Linked DNA regions of Mus musculus: region 1 is linked to region 2. Evidence: chromatin contacts called from public capture Hi-C data. All regions are on one chromosome and are shown on one strand. Each heading gives the region's core, a stretch centred on a gene start, on an enhancer-like site or on the middle of the called end of the contact. The rest is flanking DNA. Distances are from core to core; before and after follow the strand shown.

What was found. Capture Hi-C pulls out chosen DNA fragments and counts their contacts.
Region 1: a capture Hi-C map of embryonic stem cells shows a contact between it and region 2, with 3 times the contacts expected there. The contact joins two enhancer-like sites. A contact is called at or near these places in 7 of 39 promoter capture datasets (the C10 cell line, cranial neural crest, embryonic stem cells and 3 more), 2 of 15 datasets of contacts at CTCF or cohesin (the NIH/3T3 cell line and large pre-B cells), 7 of 484 Hi-C or Micro-C datasets (the G1E-ER4 cell line, the HPC-7 cell line, bone marrow-derived dendritic cells and 4 more), 2 of 115 datasets of contacts at active chromatin or transcription factors (the HPC-7 cell line and bone marrow-derived macrophages) and 4 of 9 other capture datasets (adipose tissue, embryonic stem cells, liver and 1 more).

What each region holds. Positions count from the first base shown.
Region 1 is chr16:94,616,755-94,621,262 of GRCm38.p6, forward strand. The region is part of intron 2 of Dyrk1a (dual-specificity tyrosine-(Y)-phosphorylation regulated kinase 1a); the gene reads left to right. Among named protein-coding and RNA genes, the nearest start is that of Dyrk1a, 49 kb to the left of the region's middle. Within about 2 kb of position 1,682, at least 35 of the 459 cell types and tissues checked have an H3K27ac peak or open chromatin away from gene starts, as enhancers often do.
Region 2 is chr16:94,432,768-94,437,333 of GRCm38.p6, forward strand. It overlaps Ttc3 (tetratricopeptide repeat domain 3), which reads left to right. Exons shown (of 46, transcript NM_009441.2): 29 at 349-395; 30 at 1,549-1,605; 31 at 2,709-2,779. Among named protein-coding and RNA genes, the nearest start is that of Gm23692, 6.0 kb to the left of the region's middle. Within about 2 kb of position 2,909, at least 55 of the 459 cell types and tissues checked have an H3K27ac peak or open chromatin away from gene starts, as enhancers often do.

The sequences.
Region 1 (4,508 bases), core at 432-2,931, 180 kb after region 2:
CTGTATCGGGTTGGCAGGGAGAGCACTGTCTGGAGCATGAGGTGCAGCGTCTGCTCAGCTGTTTCAGATACACAGAAGGTGAAAAGTCATGGCGGCTCCTTTTCCTGCGTTACAGGCCAGGGCTGTGCTTAGAACCCTTTGCTCCACGTGTGTCTGCAGGGTCTCCAGGAGAGCTGCCATCTTACCAGAGTTCATGCACAAGCCGCTCTCATGGTCTGCTGCATGCACTCTTCAGGGTCTGGTCCTCATTATTTGCCATTTCTTTTCAGGTCTTGTTTTGTGATTTTAGCTTTTATTTTCTAAGCAGAAGCAATGCTGATTGTGTCATGTGCATACACAGTATAAAGTTTTTTATGAAATATAGTATAAAATAAAAATATGAGGGCTGGAGATATGGATCAGTGGTTAAGAGCTCTGACTGCTCTTCCAAAGGTCCTGAGTTCAAATCCCAGCAACCACATGGTGGCTCACAACCATCTGTAATGAGATCTGACGCCCTCTTCTGGTGTGTCTGAAGACAGCTACAGTGTACTTACATATAATAAATAAATCTTTAAAAATATCTGAACACAGACACGTAGTAAGACCTCTACTAAATTTAGAAAAAAGCAGATGTTTACTTTCATTACATGTTTAAAATGACGTTATCTATGTGTGGGTATGCTCTTCTGCCACAGTGTGCCCGTGGACGTCAGAAGATCACGTGCCTTAGCCAGTTCTTCACTACAGTGTGGGTTTTGGGGAAATTCCATTTTACTGGTCCTTATAGCGTTTTATTTTTATTTTAAGGCCAATTTGTAAATGTCTGTCTAGTTAGGTGTCTTCTTTTTTTTGTGATAAAATATGATGACCAAAAGGAGCTTGGGGAGGAATGAGCTTATTTTAGCTTACAGTTTCACATCGTAGTCTATCAATGAAGGAAGTCAGGAACCACCTGAAGCAGAAGCAGTGGTGAAATGTGCTTGCTGCTGTACTTGTTTAGTTTGCTTTCTTAAGCCATCCAGGATGACCTCCCTAGGGGTGGCCCCACCCACAGTGGGCTAGGTCCCCCTCCTTCAGTCAGTAATCAAGACAGTACTCCACAGATTGGTCTTTTAGACCAGTCTTACAGAGGCATTTTCTATATTAGCATCCCCTCTTCTCAGATATGTCTGGTTGTATCAAGTTGACAAATACCGACCAGCCCATTGTACACCTAAGAGAGTGAGGGCCTGGCGAAGTGAGTCCGCTCTTTGAGAAGGCACTGGTGTGATTCCCACCCAGAGCTCCAGTTCTAGTGGATCTGGCACTTCATCTGGCCTTGGTAGGCACCAGACACACATGAATATGCACATACACATACAAAATACTGTGAGGGTTCTACAGAGTTACAGCTTAACATAGGTACTTCCTTTTTCCTCTAAAAGTGGGCAGAAAACACCTAGATGGGTAAAACCTCCAATGCCATAAACGCATCTACGATACTTGGTGGAAAACAGTAGAGAGAAGTGGGTAGGAGCAATGTAGTAACTATCACAGTGGTGTGGTATCAGGGTTTGTGCAGAAGAAAGGAAGCACAGTGGGCTTAATAAGAATCCCAAGAGTTCCAAGTTTACCAGCAAAGACTCCCACAGAAGCATATCATGCGAGTCTGAGAATATCAGAGAAGCCAACAAAGTGTGTATGCGTTTCCTGATTCCCAAAACCAGTTAAAGCTGCCTTTCTGGCCAAAGCAGAGACTATTGTAAATAGACTCCAATTGAGCAGTTGTGGAATCATCTTGGACAAAAGAAAGGAAAATTGGGGAAGATGAAAATACAGGAGATCTTATTTATTTTAATCTATATTTTGACCTCCTTCCTGAGAACAGGAGAGAGAGAGAATGCTTCCTGAGGACAGAATCCCAGCCTCCCGGGAGTGTTTTACGTCTGCTGTGTGGAGGTCAGAGGACAGCGGTCAGGAGTAGGTTCTCTACTGCCACCTTGTGGGATGCAGGGATCAAACTCAGATGGTTTGCACTCACTGAGCCATCTCGCTGTTCCCTCATAGCAGTACATTTTATATAACGCTGTATAGATTTACCGTTTTCGCAAAGATTATCAGACAAGTATGCAGATTCCTCACTGGTGTAGAGGTCAGCGTCGGCACTGCCACCTTTGTTGCTGCTGCTTTTGTTGTTGTTGTTGTTGTTATTGTTATTTTGACGTAGGTTTTTGATTGCATCCAAGCTCAGGATGGCTTGGAACCCCAAATCTTCAGCCTTGGTATGTGAAGTGCTGGATTTATCGATGCTAGCTGTCATGCTGACTGCAGAGATGCTTAGTGCTTAAGAGCACATAATGAATTGGCTGCAGCCCACAACACCCACACGACAGCTCACAATCACTTTAACTGTAATTCCAGAACCTACATGGACATCAGGCACATACATGGTATACATACATACATACATACATGCAGACAAAACACTCATATATATAAAATAAAATAAAAATAATCTTTAAAACCGTTTAAAAAGGAAAAACTGAATAACAGAGCATTACGTAGATAGTTAAAAAAAACACAGCAGAAAAAAATGCCTGCTGACCTGATGTCTTAGAGAAAGCCCAGAGAATCTGTAGGATTGATGGAGGAAAGAAAAGAGGGAAAACCCCCACCTAGGTGCTGGAGGTTTAGGTGAGTTGACAGAGTGACTGCTCATTGTGAGTGAGGCTGCGCTGCGCTGTGCCCAGCAGGCCAGCCGAGCTGTGCTGGAGCACTTGGAGGAGCAGGCAAGAAGAGCAGAGGGCCAGAAGCCTGTCATCCTCAGCCAACCTGGGATGCACGGTACCCTGTGTCAGGGAAACAGATGAAAAAGTCCCTGCCTCGAATAAATAAATGGTGCAAAAAAGAGGTTTGAACTTTAGAATGAAAATTTCTTTAGATAAGCAGGTAGTTAATTGCATGCAGAAAAATGTTACAACTCAACAAAACTAAATTTCAAAGTATATACCCTAAACATTCCAGAGAAAGTAATAGTTACTGAAGAAAGGCAGAGAAGTTTCATCATACAGCAACAAGAATAATGCAAGGATATTTCCTGAAGTGGAACAGTTTTGCCTGTGTATCAGGGGGTATAGTGGCTATTCCTGGTTGTCAACTTGAGTACATCCAGAATGAACTGCAATCCAGAATTGGAAGGCTCACCTGTGATCCTGATCTTGAGGCTGGGAGATAGAAGCTTCTGACCTGGATCTTGGCACGGAGATCTTGAGGCACAGTGGCTATGAATCCCAGAAGACTAAGGCAAGGAGATCTCTGAGTTCAAGGTCATCTGGGACAAAGCAAGTCACAGATCCAGGCATGGTGGTACACACCTTTAACCTGGGCCACACCTTTTGCTGGAGACCTACATGAGGTCATTGGAAGAAGGAAGATTCACTCAAGAATTCTTCTGCTTGCATTTACTTGCCAGCACATCTGTTGGAATCTACCAGCTGAAACAAGTAGCCTTGAGGGACTGAGTAACTGGTAGACGATTGGACTTCCTATCCACAGCTGCCCATTATTCGTTGGACTACAGACTAAGCAGAATTACCGTAATCAGAGAAACTCTGCGAGGACTAAGAGAACAGCTTCTTCACTTGTTTGTTGAACAGGAAGCAGAGATGTCGGAACAGAAAGTTTTAAATACTACCCACCTGACTTTGACCCATCAAAGATCCCAAAACTCAAGTTACCCAAGGACCGGCAGTATGTGGTATGGCTGATGGCCCCCTTCAACATGAGGTGTAAGACATGTGGAAAAGACATCTACAAGGGGAAGAAGTTCAGTGCACAAAAGGAAACAGTCCAGAATGAGGCACTGTTGGAGTTTATCAAAAGACCCTTACTCACAGGATCACAGAGACCGCCGCCATTGCTGCAAAATGCATGAGGATTTTTATTGATCCAACATGTTGGGGACTCCTCTTTCATCACACAGGCCAGAGGAGAGACCCAAAACAGAGAAAGAACACACTTTTTATACCTTTGTAAGGGGCAGATTTGAGCAACAAGGTTCTCATTGGTGTAGCAAGTAACCCTTTCAGGCATTGGTTGGTTTGTATAGTGACTCAGTAACCCTTTGGCCTAGTCCCTCACTTTGCTTGCCCCCAACGTGGGTTATTATGATTTGGTCAGCAAAGTAATAGTACATTTTGAACTTATGAATCAGCTATTAACGTCACAGCTATTAACGTCACAGCTATTAACGTCACAGCTATTAACGTCACAGCTATTAACGTCAGGGGGATGTCGGGGATTCTCGCAACAAGGTCTTTGTCAGAATTCAGTGTGGGGTGGGGGGCAGGAGAATTGCTAATCTTGTTATGGTTATTTCTTTGAGAATAGCTAATATTATTTTGGTAGCTGCAGGTTTAATCATTTTGACTGCTAAAACTATGTTTTTACATTTGTTTAGTCAGCCAGCTTCCTTATCTGGCCCTGCACTTGGCCTGCTAGTACAGTTTGGAAAGTCCTTTTCGAAGGGGGAATGTACTGGGTGGTCT
Region 2 (4,566 bases), core at 1,659-4,158:
CTTCATTAGTCCTTCAGCTTCATTGCTGCTTTATTTCACTGGGGCATCGTTGAGTTACATGAGTTACAGGGATTTGGGGAGGGTGCAGTAGAACATGGAATCGTCCGTTGGCACTGACTCCTGTGTCACCACCTCCCAGGATGGCACTGAGGATGCTGGCGTGGGTTGACACTGGGTGCTTCTCCATTGACTTCTCCTTTAGTCAGGGATTTAAACTGAATGGTCAGAGCCAGGAGGAGAAAGGGCACAGGCTTGCTGACAGTCCAGAGTGGCTTCATAAGGCTTTACTACGTGATACGAAAGCACAGGGATGGAGTCACCTCACAGAGACTCCTTTTCTTCCTGCAGACAGCCGATGCACTGTACTAAGGAAGCAAGACAGCGATGAAATGCCGGTAAGTCCTTGAATCCTTGGTGGTTTTATGTTAGACAGAGGCGCAGAGGGAAAGCCAGGCTAGGGCTTACTGCTTCACAGGTCACATGCTAGACTGAGACAGAAGCCTTACCATCGGAGGGCCTGGGAATGCGGTGCAGTTGCTGAGGTACCCAGAGTGCACAAAGCCCAGAGTTGCATCCTTGGCAGTGCATAACTGCACAGTGGCACGGGCCTTTATTCCCACCACTCAGGAAGTAGAAACAGGACCAGATATTCAAAATCATCCTCAACTACCTAGTGAGTTCAGTGCCAGGCAAGGCTACGTGAGACCTGTTAATAAACGTTCGTTTTAGGAAAAGAAAAGGAAGAATTCTTGAATCAAGAAAGATGATGTGTTGTTGTCAAAGGAGCCCCTGTTGGTTTAACTGAGAGCTGCAGAGTGGTCTGTGGCTCTTCATGCTCTCCAGGAGGTTAGGAACTCTTCAGTTGACAAGCATGAAGAGAAGCAGGCATGTTTGCCAGCCTGAGGATAATCTGTCCTTGAAACGTGTCTTAAACTTCTCTAGTACATATGTCTTGCCGAGTGTGGAAAAACAGTGAGCAAACCTTGTGAGAAGGTGAATCTCTTCATTTGCTGGTTTTTTTGTGTGATTTTTTTTTCTTTTGTGGGTGGTGAGGTGGGTATGGGGTTCTAGACAGGGTTTCTCTGTGTAGACCAGGCTGGCCTCGAACTCAGAAATCTTCCTGCCTCTGCCTCCCGAGTGCTGGGATTAAAGGCGAGCACCACCACCGCCCGGCTCATTTGTTGTTTTTGTCCAGTGTCTGACCACAAACAGGATGTCTGGTTTACTTATTAGTGAAAGGAGTGTCTGTAAAATACTGTTGTCGTGCACATCAGAATTACCTAAAAGTCGGATTCTTTATCTGAAATAACATAAGCCCTGTAGAAGTCGAGGTTAAAATGTTGGAGCCATTTTACTTGTAACATGAGGTGTCATTAAGCTCTTAGTGGTACTTGTAGGAGTGTGCTCACTGTGTGACTGACTGCTTTTGCTAAACACTATATACTTAATATATGACTAGTCAAGGAGAATGGAAGTGGCCGCTTTTGTTGCAATTTATGATTCTACTATATGAGGATTCACTGATTTTTTTTTTCTTCATCTTTTTAGTTTGGTTGTATCAAGGTAAAAAACAAAGGCAAGAAAAAGAAGCCAAAAGATTCAAAGGTAAGGGTACCTTCTGCAGTGACTCTTGAGTCTCTGTCTTGAGTGTTAGTGAGAAAGAAACTGCTCTGGGAACTTTTGAAGCATCTTGTAAAATGACTTTAAAGATACTGAGTTTCTCCTTTAAGTCTTCATTGCTCTTTATTTTCTAGATTCTTGTGTAGGAACACATGCGAGGCCACATGAGGGGACAGTAGAACAGTAGGCAGGAAGGCTGTGGGTCAGATGGTCGGTCTCTGTCCTGGCTCTTGAGCACCTGTAATAAACAGCCAGGTGTGGCCAGTTCCCTGAAACTTAATCGTCGGCAGTTCCCAGTGCACACACATGTGCCAGGGCACCCACAAAAACCATACAATGTGCACTTTATGGAACTCATGCACATATGGAAAAGAAAGTTAATGACCTGTATATAGCTAGGACACACTTAGTAATTGTATCTCTTAACTGAGTTTTATGAGCAAATATGAAGGTATTTGTTTTTACAGTGTTCAGAACTTCTTTGATTAGTTATTTCTGTTCAGATGTTTATCTAAAATAGTCAAAAGTGATGAATTCCAGCCATCCTAATGACCTCAGGATTGCCAGGGGCTTATCCTTCTTTTCACTGTCACTCCAAGCACGGGTGACAGAAGAGCATTATTTTTAATGGGGAGGGGAGATCTTCATGGCTCTAGCTAGGAGGGAGGATTATGTGGGAGACGGGTAAGAAAGAGTGAGCAAGGGGTACAAGCAAGTGGAAGTTTCCACACAGCTTACTGTTGTGTCTTTGAAAATGAGAGTTTTATTTACATTAAGTTACAGACACATTTACACTTTTGAAATAATTGGAAACTACCAAAGTTTTAATTTCAATCTATTTCTGGCTGTTAAAATTTTTTAATACTGTATTCTTTTTATAAGAAACGGAGTATGCTTTTCAGTGTTGACATTTGGCATTTTTGTGTTTATATAAATTCTCATTAAATCCAGTGGTGGGTTTTTTTCTTCCATGGCATTTTAGAGTAGAATACTGTTATTTTTAAGGTAGACTATTTTTGTCATTTATGCTAGAATTTCATCATTTTTAGGGTAAAATGTCATTCCTATTTTGTTTTCTTTTAACCCAGCCAATGTTAGTGGGATCTGGAGCTGCATCAGTAGCACCGAGCAGTGAGGCTGTCACTCCAGAAGACCATAGGTGAGTATAGCTCATCACTGCCTCGGTGTAATGCAAGCGTTTGCACTAAAACTCAGCCAGTTTACATAGTCTTGTTTACTCCCTTCTCTTCCCTTCCTGGACCAATTACGATAGTCTAACATGAGTCAGTGCTATGACTGTAGGAATTAAAAGCTTAAGAATTCAGTTCAGCCATGTTAAAGTCACAGGAATAGGGGAAGGAGAGACTAGAGTAAAATCATAAGACAGACAAAGTAAAATATGCGACATGGAGGTGTGACAGTGTCACACTGACCCATTTTATATAATTAGTGGGGCTCAGTTTATAAAGTGCTTCCTGCGTGAAGAAGCATGAAGACATTCTTTTAAGTGGTGGGGAATTCTTCTAATCTGAACTAATAAGATCCTGTTTTGGTCTAGTTGGGCTATCCAAGGCAAGATGCTGAAATGAAGCACTTAAAAACTGTGGAAATCTGAGCTGGAGGGATGACTCAGAGGTTAAGAATGCTTGTTTTTGCAGAGGACTTGGATTTGATTCCCAGAAACCAACCATATGGTGGCTCACAGCCATCCATACTCCAGTTGTTACAGATCTGAAGCCCTCTTCTCATTTCTGAGAGCGCTAGGCACACACATGGTGCCATACGTATGCCAGCAAAACATTGATGAACATAAATAAAACTTTAAAAATTAGTTAATTGGAAAACAAGAAACTAGAAATTTATCAAAAACACTATACCCCAAATTAAAATAGCTGGAAAGTAGTGGAGTATTCCTTACAGTTCTGGAGCCTGAGGTCTTGTGTCAGAGAGGCCACATGCTTCCTGGTACATTCATGGATAACACCATCTTACTGTGTTCTCACATGTTGGAAGAGTGAAGTAGCCCCATACATACTTCTCTAAAATTAACACAAGCATAGATTCTATTCTCAAGTGTATATCCTCATGTCCTGACTACCTCCAAGGACCCTCTTTCTAAATCCGTCAGATTGGTGATTAAGTTTCAACATAAGAATTTAGTGCTGGCAGCTGTCACACAAAAACATTTAGATGATAACATAGCCCATACTGAAAGTGATGTGTGTCAGTTTCTATTCTCAGACCTAGACATAGAACTCCTTTATTCATCTGTTCATCTCCAGAGGACAGGTGATGTTTCTGTGTCCGTATGTCCAGATAAGGACACTGAGACACAGTGTGGTGGAGTGACCTGCCTATGATCAAAGCTGGCAAAGAACAGGCCCAGCATTTGAACCATACATTCTTGTTTTGAAGCCCACACTCAAACTGTTTTGTCCTTTTAGAGTGTTAAAATCTAAATCAGAATCTAAATAGACTAGTTCCTGCAAGGAGAAAAGAAAACATACTGAAGGAAGAAGAAAGCACATTCTGGCAAGAATGGAAACAATATAGAAACAGAATGTCAGAACCAGACCAGGCAGATCGCCAAGATCATGCTGGAGATGTGTCCACATCTTCAAGTAGTGCTGCTGTACTCTTCTTTCCTGAACCAAACTTTGCACAGCTTTATTAAAGATGCTTTCATCGACAGTCATTGTGTTCCAGGAAGGACATTACATAACTTTCAAACTCCCTTCTGGAATGGCTTGCCAAAATCCAAAAGCCATTGTAGTGTTACATGAATAAGCTAGACATGGTAGTATTAGCTCTCAGGAGGCTGAGGAAGAAGATGAAGCTAGATTACGCAACATAATGAAGTAAGTTCTAAGCCCATCCTGAGCTACACAGTTAGACGCGCACATACAAAACAGTGCTCATTAGGTGCTCTGAATGAGAAAAACTGGT